Regions from separate parts of the Arachis hypogaea genome. Here regions 2 and 3 are each linked to region 1. A link is a contact called in public Hi-C data. All regions are on one chromosome and are shown on one strand. Each heading gives the region's core, a stretch centred on a gene start, on an enhancer-like site or on the middle of the called end of the contact. The rest is flanking DNA. Distances are from core to core; before and after follow the strand shown. Region 1 has its middle 7.4 kb from the start of LOC112702123. Region 2 holds the start of LOC112702122 (heat stress transcription factor B-4b). Region 3 holds the start of LOC112702125 (hydroxymethylglutaryl-CoA lyase, mitochondrial).

The links. A called contact is a pair of places that touch in the nucleus more often than the background predicts.
Region 2: a Hi-C map of leaf shows a contact between it and region 1, with 2.2 times the contacts expected there. The contact joins the promoter of LOC112702122 here to the enhancer-like site in region 1. A contact is called at or near these places in 2 of 8 Hi-C or Micro-C datasets (both in leaf).
Region 3: a Hi-C map of leaf shows a contact between it and region 1, with 1.7 times the contacts expected there. The contact joins the promoter of LOC112702125 here to the enhancer-like site in region 1. A contact is called at or near these places in 2 of 8 Hi-C or Micro-C datasets (both in leaf).

The regions. Positions count from the first base shown.
Region 1 is chr7:4,716,654-4,721,279 of arahy.Tifrunner.gnm2.J5K5, forward strand. No RefSeq gene overlaps it. Among protein-coding and RNA genes, the nearest start is that of LOC112702123, 7.4 kb to the left of the region's middle. Within about 2 kb of position 2,183, at least 2 of the 3 cell types and tissues checked have open chromatin away from gene starts, as enhancers often do.
Region 2 is chr7:4,669,966-4,674,591 of arahy.Tifrunner.gnm2.J5K5, forward strand. It overlaps LOC112702122 (heat stress transcription factor B-4b), which reads left to right and starts at 2,581. Exons shown (of 2, transcript XM_025753040.3): 1 at 2,581-3,043; 2 at 3,266-4,062. The coding sequence starts at 2,714. The coding sequence ends at 3,928.
Region 3 is chr7:4,758,957-4,763,582 of arahy.Tifrunner.gnm2.J5K5, forward strand. It overlaps LOC112702125 (hydroxymethylglutaryl-CoA lyase, mitochondrial), which reads right to left and starts at 2,825. Exons shown (of 9, transcript XM_025753043.3): 1 at 2,514-2,825; 2 at 1,443-1,624; 3 at 1,126-1,327; 4 at 767-946; 5 at 426-506; 6 at 179-342; 7 at 1-65. The coding sequence starts at 1,609.

The sequences.
Region 1 (4,626 bases), core at 933-3,432:
TAGTTCAGAAAAATTTAATATGCAAACTGACCATTTGCAATAACAATATATTATGTGCCTAGGGAATACCACCTCTTTCTCTATGTTGGAACTGATTTTTGAGGAGTTTCTTATTTTTGAAGAGTTTCTTATTTGGTACACAATTTGTTGCTTTTTGTGATTAACTAAAGTATTCTTTTAAAGAGAATTCAGTATGTGATGTGAAGTTATAATAGAGAACTAACTATGGTCAAATCTAATTTAGCATTTTGAACTATTTCGGTAGTGAACCTAATTTTACATTGAATTTGAATGTAGATATAACTCATAGTACATAGATACTTATACAGATCAGTTCCTGAAAAACATTGTCATCATAGGTTTCCAACAAGAAGATATCATATGATCTTTGTTTTCATTTTCAATATCTTTTTCATTTTCATGACATAATTTTATTTGTTTCGTTGTTTTAATTTTCTCCTTCACAAACTCCTAAAAACAAAAACAAAAAAAAAGAGAAAAAGAAAAATACCATGACTTTGATGACTCAATCACTTGACATACCCTCCATGGCCTAAACAAAGAAAAAGTTTTGATCCTCTAGGCTTGTGACATACCAAGCTCATTTTGCTCATGTCACTTCTTGTTTCATCTTTATCCCTCTCTGTTGATTGTGATGAACTGACAGAATCAGCATCAAGCTTCCTCATCATGAATTCTGGCTTCTCTAATGATTCCTTTTGACCTTCTAACTTGTGTTTATCACTTGATTTCCTCATATAACCATTCCCAAAGAGAAGCTTCACTATGCTGTTTTCTTTCTTGTTCTTCTTTTTCCTTCTCCAAAATCCACTTCTCTTTCTCTCATCTTCCTTTGTCTCAAAGGCTGCATCATTGCTCTCTTCAACTGATATCATATCAACCCTCCTTGATTCTTGCTTCATCAATAGTAATGGCTCCTTTTGAAGCTCACAACAATGCGATTCGGATACTTGTATCTTTGTCTTGGATATTCCTACATGTTTTTCAGACCTATGGTTGAATCCCCTGAATGGAGAAAGTGATCTAGTCCTTCTAAGACCATTCTTCGCCTTTGAATTCGAGTTCCCTCTCTTATCATCCTTGACCTTCTCCAAAGCTGCCACGAACGGATCAAATTCATCGTTCCACAAACTATGTCGCGAAAAAGGTAGTAGCCTTAGCACCAAAGCAGGGGATTTTGGTGAAGTAAGAGTTGAACTTTGTGCACTCATCACCACACTGCCACAATCTCCATTGTTCTGAATCAGCCTCGGAGGAAGTTTAAGAGGTGGCGGCGGCTCCAATGGCAAAACCTTACCATCATTGAATAACTCATCAGCAAATGCCATGGTTTGCAATGAATCACCATCAAAATCATCATCTTTTTGGGATTTCTTGGTGTCCAAGTAACCGGTAAACCTGCGACTCGTCTCGAATTCAAACTCATCCAGATTGGAGTACCTTCCATCATCCTCATCTTGAATTGTTCTTGGTGATGTGTGACTTGTTTGGCAGCAAGAATTTGCACCTAGCTTGATGATCCTTCTGCTAGGACTAGTTGGTGCACTATAGAAGAATTTCTCATTGTTGCAGCTACTTGCAACACTAGTTGGTGCTGTCATGTATCCAAATTCATCAGAAAATGAGAGATCAATCATCTTTCAAACTTGACACAAGACACAAGATCTTGTGTTAATGGATTATGATATATACAAAAATACAAAGACTATGGTATTCAAACATTCAAAAGAGTAATATTATATAGCCTATAGCCTTGTAAGTGCTAGCATTTTTGTTCCTTAAATAAAGGGATTTTTATTTTATTTTATTACTTTATATATCATTTTATGAGTAGCTTTGTTGTCATCACCAATATTATCTCCAAAGCTATGTGAATGATCATCTAAGAAAAACGGATGTGATTAGACGATTATATAAAAAAATTTATTCTATTAGTGTATTAAAATTAAACTTATTAAATCTATTGATTTTGAATATATTTTTTTTTTCTGTTGTTATGTCCCTTTTTTATGTATATTTTGGCCTAAGCTATTGTTTATGCTAAGCAACCTTGTAATGTTTTACCCTAATTGTGTTTTGTTGTGTAGCTATGATTTCTTAATATTGGTATTACTTGTGATTTGTGAAGCATATACTTAAGGTCACGGAGAAAACTATGTCCCTAATAATACGGTTTAACAAACCTATGATGCATTTGGTGGGTCACCACACCACTTTGTCAAAGCTTCCTCCTAATCCGTGAAATTACCAAATTGTCCACAATCCCTATTAAGATAAAATAAATATATTCGGTCTTATTATTGCCCTTTGACCCTGCTTAGGAGGTTTGACTATTGAATAAGCCTAAATTTCAGGGAATTGGAATTTTTTTTTTTAAGTTAGAAGTGGGACTCGAAGTCAAGACTTTTAAGTGAATATGAGAAGATTATGTTATGTGAGTTATAGTTTGTTGGCAAAAATTAGGAATGTGTTATTACTCAAGACCATAAATAATAAATATCGGATCAGTCAATTTAATAAGTGTTTTTTTTGTTTCTTAACAAAAAGTTTTAGATTTAAATTTGAGAGTGAGCAAATTCTCAATAGAAAAAACTCTTACTTCCTTTACGAAGTTTCTATCCTATCGAGTCGAATTATCTGTAATAAATAGATAGGGAAAATTTCATTAAAATTAAAAAAAAATAAAAATACTCTATATATACACTAAAATTAAAATTATTATTATATATTTGTATATAAATATGTACTATTTTATATATTTTTAATATATATTTTATATAAATAACTCATTTAATTGTTAATTTTTTGTATATACATATCATAATTATTAAAATAAGAATTTCGTATAAAATAGATATTGAGGTTATTATTAATATATATTTTTAAATTTTTTATTTTAATAAATATACAATAAATATATTAAAAATTAAATTTTAATTTATATCTTTTTCTATAAAAAAAAATTAATTGATAACTTTTTATATGTATTTTTAAAATACATATTAGTTAAATTCTAAAAGAAATTTATTAGGGACATATATAGGAGAGTAAAGAGACACTTGAATAGGGATAAATATGGTATATTTCATTTCATATATAATAATGTGGACATAGGTGCAATTTCCTTTTGAATTGCCCAAATGCCAACCAATTGACTAAGAGGCAAGACCCCAAAAAGAGAATGCAATTACATAGGATTATTTCTAGAGCTTCAACTAAGAGGCCAATTTAGGTCTTTATAAGTCAAGATTCAGACCGGTTCATGCCAAAAAAGAAAAAAAAAAAGAAAATGGTAACATTATACAATTACATAACCAAATTGCATATTATTTTTTTTCTGTAATATCACAAATGTGAGTTTTATTTAAACATCTGTCACTGATTCATAGGTTGTTACTACATACAAAAAGTAAATTTAAATATCTAACACTTCTTTAGATGAATAAGTAAATTAATAACTTAACCAATTTAAATTGATTTGTATATTCTTTCTCTTTTCCTTCTTTTAAAATTATTTCCGTCAAATGAAAACTCTAGGCACAAACAAAGCTACCATGGCCTAAAGAAGCAAAAGTGCAAAACTATTATTATTAGGAAGGATTGGGCCTTTTATGCCCAGTTATATATCTTCTTGCTTTCTTGGAAATTTACTATTTAGGCCGTTCAATAACCAGAAATAAAATAAAATCCCCTGCCCCAAATAGAATATTATATAGAAAATTTTGAAGCAAGAGAAAGATCTAAGTAATTGTTTGAATCATGTTGCAGGGATGAGTAGGGTATTGAAAAATATTTGGTAATAATTAATAAATATTAAATATTTTTTTTTGTTTTTCTAATATTATTGTAGTGTATATATGTCTTGGCTAAGTATTAATGTAATGTAATTCAAAGTTATTTATGGTGCTGAGAGTATTATCTATTTTTATATTCATTTATCACATAAAAAAAAAGTTCATATTTTAATTTTTTTGGTGACTTTTTATTAATTTAATTATAAATTTAATTCTAATATATTGATAATGTAAAAATTTTTACATGATTATATAATTATATTTTAAATAATAAACTAAAAAATTAATTACTTTTATTGATATGAAAATACATGATTAATTATTTAAATAAAGATTTTTTATAATCACATTGTTTAAAATTAATATGTTATGTTTATATCAAAATTAGCTACCAAAGTCAGTTACTAGTATAAAATACATACAACAACAACAACAACAACAACAAAGCCTTGTCCCACTAAGTGGGGTCGGCTACATGAATCAAACGACGCCATTGTGCTCTGTCATGTATCATGTCTACAGTGAGACCGTTTACATGTAGATCTCGTCTGACCACCTCATGGATGGTCTTCTTAGGTCTTCCTCTGCCTTTCGCCCTTTGTCCATCTTCCATCTCATCCACCCTCCTGACTGGATGTTCTATCGGTCTTCTTCTCACATGTCCAAACCACCTGAGACGCGATTCAACCATCTTTTCCACAATGGGTACTACTCCAACTCTCTCCCTTATATCTTCATTCCTTATTTTATCCAATCGCGTATGACCACTCATCCATCTCAACATCTTCATCTCTGCCACACTCAGCTTATG
Region 2 (4,626 bases), core at 1,331-3,830, 46 kb before region 1:
AAAGAAGAAAAAGTAAATTCTTCTCCTCAGAAAATAAAAGAGGACGGTTTGGATATGATAGCTCAAAAAAAGAAAATAACAATAGTGTTTATCTTTTTCTGTGTGACACTTTTCTAACTTTCTTATAAGCTATAAATAAAAAAGCCATGATTTATGTGATAAGGCAGAAAAAAAAAACTTTCTATCCCATCAATCCTTAGTCTTTTATTAGAATATATGATTTGATTCAATTTAATTATATGAAGATTATTTTGAGGTAATAAGAATTTAAAATGAAATGCCAAATAAAAAGTAATAACATTATTACTTTACAAATTCCATCATTGTCTATCACTTTAATTAGGGACATGAATAATATTCAAATATGAAGAAAACCCAACCTTGGACAAAGTAACATATTAGTTGTGAATTTATTCAAGGGAAAAAAGAAAATGATGGAAATTTAAATTAAATCAATAATGTTAGAAAAACAAAAAAAAAAATTATCTTATTTAATATTTATTAATTATTATAATAATTAATAAATATAATAATTAATAAATATTAAATAAAATAAATTTGACTAATTTTAACAAAAAATTTTAATTACTAAATATTTTTGAATTAAATTATATTTTTTAGATCTAAAGGTAAAAAAGGAAGGGACCAACAAATTGAACAATATCTGACAATAATGGTAATATATAGTGGGCCAAATGGATATACATAAAAGTAAGTACTTTTTGGAGGATTATCACAACCTTCCAAGTTTCAGTTCCATTTCCATATATAAAAAGTGTGTGTCTTTGCAGGAATATGCAAATTTAAATACTATATCATTCACCTTAATTATTAGCCTAGGAAATTGCACAAGGCATGAGAAATCTTTAATTTTTATCTAATTATTAATTTTTACTTTTTTTAAAAAAATTACTGATTTATCATTATGCATATACTCTTTTAGTTTTTATTTATTTTTTCATAATCTAACAACTTAGATGGAAATTATTTTGGTTATGCATCCACTTTGCCAATGAACATGAACATACAATGGTGATTACATCCAATGGTGCTGTACAGTAAGAAAATTTGGAGAATCCTATATAAAAATATATATTTTCCCTACTATTGTTTTATTGATCTGAAAAATAAAAAAGTACAAATAAAAAAAATAGAAAGGAGCTCATCTCTCAAGGGGCATCAGCCTTACCCACCATTTCTGCAGCTAATAAATAGTTAGTAGGATTTTAGGGTAAAGTATTTTTTTTAATGTTTGTTATTTTTTATAAAATATTCTTAATTTATTTTTAATATTTTTTATTCATTTAATTTTTTTAATATTTTTTATTTATATTAATAAAACTATTCCTAAATTTTTTTAATTTTATCCTTAACATTTTACATAAAGTTAATGTATAAGAGTAATTTTAACACAAATTAAAAATATTAGAGATAAAATTAAATACCACTAAATATTAAAAATATTTTTTAAAAAAAATCATAAATATTAGAAACCAAAAATATATTTTATCAAAAGAGATTTTATTATAACTTATTCTAGAAATACTCAAAATTTGTTTTTACTGAACATGGTCATACATGCTTCATAAAGTTAGTAAAGAACTGAGATGAGATTAAGAGGGAGAAACAAAAAGTAGTTATAAAAGTCATATTATATTGTCATTATGTATGTTCTCTACCTCATAAAAGTTGTAAAACTATTAGTATATTTTCAATTAAAATAAGATTATTACAGATAAATTATTATTTATTTCGGCTATTGTACAGTACATGCATTTAAAATAGGACTAATATAACATGCTTATTTTTTATTTTGGAAGAGACAAAATAGCTTTATAAGGTTGTGTTTGAATTTTATTTTTAAAAAATATAAGGATATAGAGAGTAGAGAAAATGAAATAAAGAGATATATAGAAATTTAGTTTTAGAAAATACATTAAATATAAGAATTTTTCATTTATGAGATAAAAAAATTGTGTCTACTATATATTTATGCTTGTGCGTCAAAGAATAGTAATAATATACAAACGCAAAAACAAATGATGAAAAATTAAATTTGTTACTTTTAAATCTTAACATATACTAGTTTATATTATGATGTATTATACAGTTGTTATAATTATAGTGGGTATAGCAAGTATAAAATTTTTATAATATTTAAAAATTAAAATATAATTAACATTATGGTCATATCTTTTAATTTAAAAAATATAATCAAATAAAAATAATAATAATAATAATATATAAAAAATGTCAAAATTTTATAACCCCCTAAAATTTTCTTAAAATTCACTGTATATTATATATTGAATTTAATTTTAATACATTGTCACTATAAAGTAGTTTTATACAGGCATTTAATTAGGTAACATCATATTAATCGCATGAATGGTCATTTAAAAGAATATATGTGATTGTCCGACTGTATAAAACGCTTTCCACTGTTTACTGAAATTAAACTATTATATATTATATATATGTCTCTTGTATTTTTTTAGTGATAGTCAAGATTAAAGTCTTACCCTAAAATCATAATTAGTATGAGAGAGAGAGAGAAAATTGTTCATTTAAATAATTAAACTATATAGACAGTGTCAGTGAGTGTGAATGTGAGTGTATGTTAGAGAGAGGAAGAAGAAGAAGAAGGCATCATCATAATCATCATCAAAAGAAGAATAATATTAGTAAGTGTTATTGATATAGTAGCTTAGTTATGGCATTCACACTAGAAGAGAGGAGGAGTAGTAACATTGAAGAGGAGGAAAACATGAATAAGATGAAGAAGATGATGATGATGATGGATTCATCATCACAAAAGAAGTTACCATCATCATCATCATCAGTGCCAGCACCATTCCTGACAAAGACATACCAACTAGTTGATGATCCTATGACTGACCACATAGTGTCATGGGGTCATGATGGTCATTCCACATCATCATCATTTGTTGTTTGGAGACCTCCTGAGTTTGCCAGAGACCTTCTTCCCAACTATTTCAAACACAACAACTTCTCCAGCTTTGTTAGGCAACTCAATACCTATGTATGTCACATGATGTAATTTTAATTATTTTAGATATATATTTTATAATTGAGATTAACAGTTAAAATTATTAAATACTGATATTTTAATAACACTGAAAAAAATTGATATTTTAATTACTGAATTAACGATTAAAATTACTGAAATATTAGTATTTTTGAAATATTCGGAAATTTTTTTTATTTATATATTAATAAGCATCATTTTGTGTTGTTGAAGCAGGGATTCAAGAAGGTAGTTGCTGATAGATGGGAATTTGCAAATGAGTATTTCAGAAAAGGAGCAAAACATCTTCTATGTGAAATCCATAGAAGAAAAACCCCTCATCATCATCACCATCATCATCATCATCATCAAGAGAATAATAATGAAGCTCTATGTTGGATTGATTCTTCTACAACTCCTACTACTATTCCTTCTATTCCTACTTCATTATTACTACCTTCTCCTAAATCACCATCATCTTCTTCATTAGGAGGAGCCACTAATAATAGTGATCATCATCAACATAATCATATCTTAGCAGCACTTTCTGAGGATAATCAAAGGCTAAGGAGAAAGAACTTGATGCTATTATCTGAACTAACTCACATGAAGAATCTCTACAATGATATCATATACTTCATCCAAAACCATCTCAAACCTGCTTCTTCTCCCTTTCATCATAATCAAACAACTATTCCAAAGCTTGTGGAGTTGGATTATTCATCACCAAAGGGGAGTAGAATGATGATGAGTATTAGTGACGATCATGTTGATGATGATGATGATGATGATGATGATTTCAATAATAATAATTGTAGTTCTTCTTCAGTGAAGCTCTTTGGTGTTCCTCTTAGTGGTAAAAAGAGATTACACCCAGATAATATTTTTCAACAAGATTAATCCTTTATTATTAATTAGTTTAGGGTGTACTCTTATGATCATTAATTGTTAATTAGCTTGCTTAATGCAGTTAATTTTTTTTTGAGACTCTTTTTATGTATATTATTACAATTATTATATATTCACTTCTCCTAGATTTTTTGGATTTTATTTCTCTTTTTTTGGTCTAAAATAAAGTAATTTAGCTGAAAAAATTGATATGACATGTTATTTATGAAATAATTATTATCTTCTTAATAATTTACCCTCTTTTTTTTTTTTCTTTCCACTTTAATTAGAAGATATGTTCTCAAATGTGCACAACATAATATTCTAATATATAGCATGTTAATTTATTATCTAGTTGTTATCTTCTTCTTCTTCTTAAGTTCCATTTGTTTTATTCTTTGTTGACATAATAATATAATCATGTGTAGTATAAACAAAAGAAATAGTTCAAAAATAAAATAAAATAAAATATGCAGGTCCAAATTAAATTATATGGATGTGTATATACACTTAAAATTCAGTGAGATGCATAAAGTTGCACGTGGGATTGCATCCATGAGCATATCAAATTAAATAAAATATTTAAATGACATATAAAAAATCCACATTACTTTTGGCTTTTATGTTTGCCACATTATGAATTAGGTAATAGGGTGTAACAAAATGAGACTTCAAAGGAAAACATCAAATTAAAAACTATATTATTCCTT
Region 3 (4,626 bases), core at 1,575-4,074, 43 kb after region 1:
CATATGCCACTTTTGAGGGAGGGATTGGTCCTTCCACTGGGCATCCGATAACACAAGATACATATCTATGATTGTTCAACACAGAAAACCATTAGAATTCAGAATAGGCAGAACCCAAACAGAATTGTAATTTTTTTAAGTGATTTTTATGGATAAATAAAGAAAATAAGAGACATACCCTCGAACAGGAATCGATAGTTCTTTAGCAGCACGGGTAACAGCCCGGTAACGAACAAGACTCTCTTCAATATTACAGTTAATGTTTGATTTTGAAAATGATTCAGATGCTGATGCAAAAACAGCTACTTCTCTTGCACCAGCTGCTATAGCAGCGTCAAAGCCCTATAAATATGATAAGTAAGAAATATGAATGTGAATCTTCAATGAATATTCCTATTTTTTATGTCTTTTTTAGAAATACATACCCTTAAATTAGGAGTCAGAACTGGCAATCTGATGCCTTCCAAGCCATGAACCCCTTGCATCACGTCCTTTGCATCAGCCAACTGCAAGACAAAAAAAAAAAAAGACCAAGAAAAAAAAAGGGATTTAAAAAACAGATCGAGAGAAAAGGAAGGATAATATCTATAGAAGTAATTCAGAATGAAATGGTTGGATTGTAATTTTATATGTAAGTGATTCAAAAATATTGTATCAATAACCATTCGATGCTTCAGATAAGTGAACACTGGAGAAAATCAACCACCACAATCACGATTAAAAGCATCAATATCAGGTTACAATAACAACAGTAAATCTACTTCACCTGTGGTACCCATTTGGGAGATACAAAACTTGTAGCCTCAATAACAGACAACCCGCAAGAAGCTAGTCTATGAATCAATTCAATCTTTACAGCCGTTGGTACAGTGTTCTTCTCATTCTGTAATCCATCCCTTGGACCAACTTCAACTATCTTCACATAACTCGGTATGCTACCCAGAAACTGCGTTATGCCATTTTGAAAATTTTTAATATTCCAATTATCAAGTCAGGAAAATATGGAAATATACAAATCACAAAGTTTACAATCTATACATAAATCAAAATGTAAAGTGCTAATGTCTATAAACCAACCTTAGTAGCAGTAAAATAACTACAAAAATACTGCAGCCGTTGAATTACCTTATGTGTTGAATGTGGTATGTCTTTGCTATTCCCCCTTGGACTAGAGTGGAAATCAGATAAAGAATCATCAATCATTCCAAACTTCATTGAGTTTCTCCCTTTGGTCGTAGTCTTTTGACTGAAGGTGCGACATTGAGCAATGTCTCTTGTGTGCCTTTTCCATGGGTAAGTCTCCGCTGTATACTCTTCATTGTCTTCACTGCAACAAGATACGATGGGGTTAATGTTATGGATACAGTATAGAGATGACTAAATAATACCATGGACTAGAATCCAATTAAGTTTCTAAACTTAAATTGAAACATTTGACTCACTCGCAGCTGTTAGATGTGCTGCAACTTCGTCCTTCAATAAAGCAGATTCCCATACCAAAGTTATCTTCTCTAGGACGGCAAGCACCAGATGAGAACCTCTGAATCCTATCAATGGTATTCATGCTCGGCAACTTGTCAAGACCAAGCGGTTCCTCCAAGCTCGACATGTTGAAGTGGATGAACTGAAGGAAATTGGCAAAAGATACAGTGTAAGCAAGGATATCCAATAACATTATAAGTATATGCAAAATTTCATCTACAAATTATGTGTCTATTTATCCTCACACAAAGATATACAGTTCTGATTTAACATTCTCCTTTGCAATCAGTTAAATTTTTTAGTTAAATTCATTGCCCCTATATATCATATACAAAGTAATGAAATAGCTTGTAATGCAAATTAAAACTCCGCGAGAGGAAACAGAAACATTATGAGCTGTAATTAAACTCGGCTCTGTATTACTTGAACAGGTGGAACATGAGGAGACAATTGAAAACGAACTCAGAATATAAAAGGTTTAAATTTTCAATCTTCAAAGGCAAGAAAATCACTTTCAACTCACTTTCATACTTAGTAACGACCAAAAAATTGTGGTGTGGAATGTAAATGAATCACATTCTTCCACTCACAACTTCCTCAAATTTGTGTTGTACTAAGCATATATTAAAGTGAATTCTTCATTCCCCATTTTATAAGATCAATATCAATAAAATTTCAACAAATAAACAGCATTGTCTGCTAAATTATCATGCTTTATTAGGGGGATTTCCAAAATTGCATGTGATCACAATTGACTCCAACTGTGATAGCAATACCAAGTTAGCAACCAGCAAAAACTTTTATTCTTTTTATTTAAAAAAAAACGCAAATCTCACAGTTAAAGGTTGAAACATAAGCTCAAATCAGAAGTAATTAATTCAACATATAAAAGAAATTTAGGGAACCAGTCATAATCAACGAAACCACAAAAAAAAGGAGGGAAAAAGCGAACTGTTTAAAATATGAATATGCGAAATCGGGTTAATTGAAGACGAGCAAACGAAATTGAGAATCGGAAGAAGCAGACGGACCTGGAATGAAGGGAAGAAAGAGAAAGAAATCGCGGGAATTGAAGAAGAGAAAGGAAACCCTAGAAATTGGGGGTGAAATAGAAGTAGGTGGAATTAGGAATCAGTTGGTTGTTGGCGTTTTCTTTTTCTCTCTACGCTTCTTTTCTTTCCCTCTTCTTTCTGCTACACACAATATCTAATTTAAAAAAAAAAAAAAGAAATTTTATATTAATTTTTTTTTTAAGAAAAAATAAATTTTCCCCTCCACAATTTTGGATCTTTGATTTTTTAGTTAGCCGACCAAACAATTTGTTTTCTTTCCTTTTTTAATTTGGCTTGAAGTGTGATTGTGATCTTAATATATAAAATACAATAAATATTGAAATAACTGTTTTATACAAAATTTAAAAATTAATAATAATATTTCAAAAATAAATTTGGTATTTAAATATCATTTTATATATTGTTATACAATCAAGAGTGTCTATTTATAAATTTAATTATAATAACAAAATCAATTTAATATCAAATTAAATAAACATAAAATTAATACAAGATATATATTTAGATATTATTTTAATATATAATATCCTAAATATATTCTAACATAAAATATTTAAAAAGAATATAATCAAATATTTAAATTCTTAAATTAAACCCCTCCCAAAAAAAAAAATTGGTTACTCAAATATTTGCATTTTGCAAAAGAATCGAAAGTATTAATTTCTTGAGGGCTTAAGAACTCACACAATAAAATTAAATGAAATATAATATTTGGTTCATTTATTTATTTTTGTCTTAAGTATGTGATATTTATGTGGCATGTTTTCACTCGATTTCCGCAACCAATAGATGGTTTTCTATTGGTCGGTGATTGGTAAGAGTTCTTCTCAACCACCAACTTAACCAAAATAAGACATATGCAATAAAGGCCTAAGAACACAAGCCAATTGTTCAATCATTATTTTTATATTATTATTATTATTTGGGAAGAATTTATTTGTTTAATTGTGGCGGATAACACTTATTTCTATCTCTTTTGCGTGTATGTTTGTTTTTCTTTTTTTTTCTTTTGTCATGAGTTGTATATAAATTTTTTGAGCTTAAGTAGGGAGTTAATTCTTTATAGTTAATATTAGTGATTTTTTTAAATTATTTTTATTCTAAATTTTAAATCTTAAATTCTAATCTTAACTCTAAATCTTTGAGGATTAAAAAATAATTTCATAGTAAAAAATTAATTAATATTGACTATTTAAAAATTAATTTTTTATATTGATTCAAAATAGTTATTAACATAGATATATAAACGTAAATTAAATAGTTTATAAACTTTTCTAGTTTTGTTTAAACATATTCCACTCCTTCAGTAACAATTAATTAACAAAACCCTTTTTTTATGGTAAGAACAAGATTACGATTAGGGTATTCAAATTTAAACCTATTCAAGTTAAACGTTCATTCAATTTAATTTAAACAGAAAATTGATTAAAATTGTACTAATTCGGATTTGATTGGATTCTATTTTTTGTAAACAGTTGAATTGAATTAGATTTTGCATCTATTTTTTATAATCAATCCAATCCAAACCACACAATGTGCTATAATATTATTATTTTATTATTATATTTATAATTATACTTATAACATGTTCAATTTGTTATATATTTTTATATTATTTATATATTATTATTATTTAATAAATATTTTATCATTTTATGTTTAAAATATTATTTATTTATTTATTTTAATTAACCTATAATTTTATTTCTATTGTTATGTTATTATTTGCTTTTTAAGATATTGTTGAGACTTGTTGTGTCATTATTGATTATTTAAAATTTGATGTTAGAAATTTGTTATATGTATTTAATTTTTTTACAAAATCGATCAAAACTGTTTGAAATTGGATCAGATCGGATCTTTTTTTTAAGACTAAAGTATTCCTTTTGTCCCCAACGTTTTGATTAAGTTCTAAAGTTATTCCTAACGTTTCAATCGTCCTATTTAAATCTCTAACATTTTAAACTGCACTACAAATAAATTTAATATTCGAATCAGATGAGTTTTTAACTCAAAATCGATCTAAACCGCACCACAAACACCCTTAATTATGATTTATTTGAAATTTTAA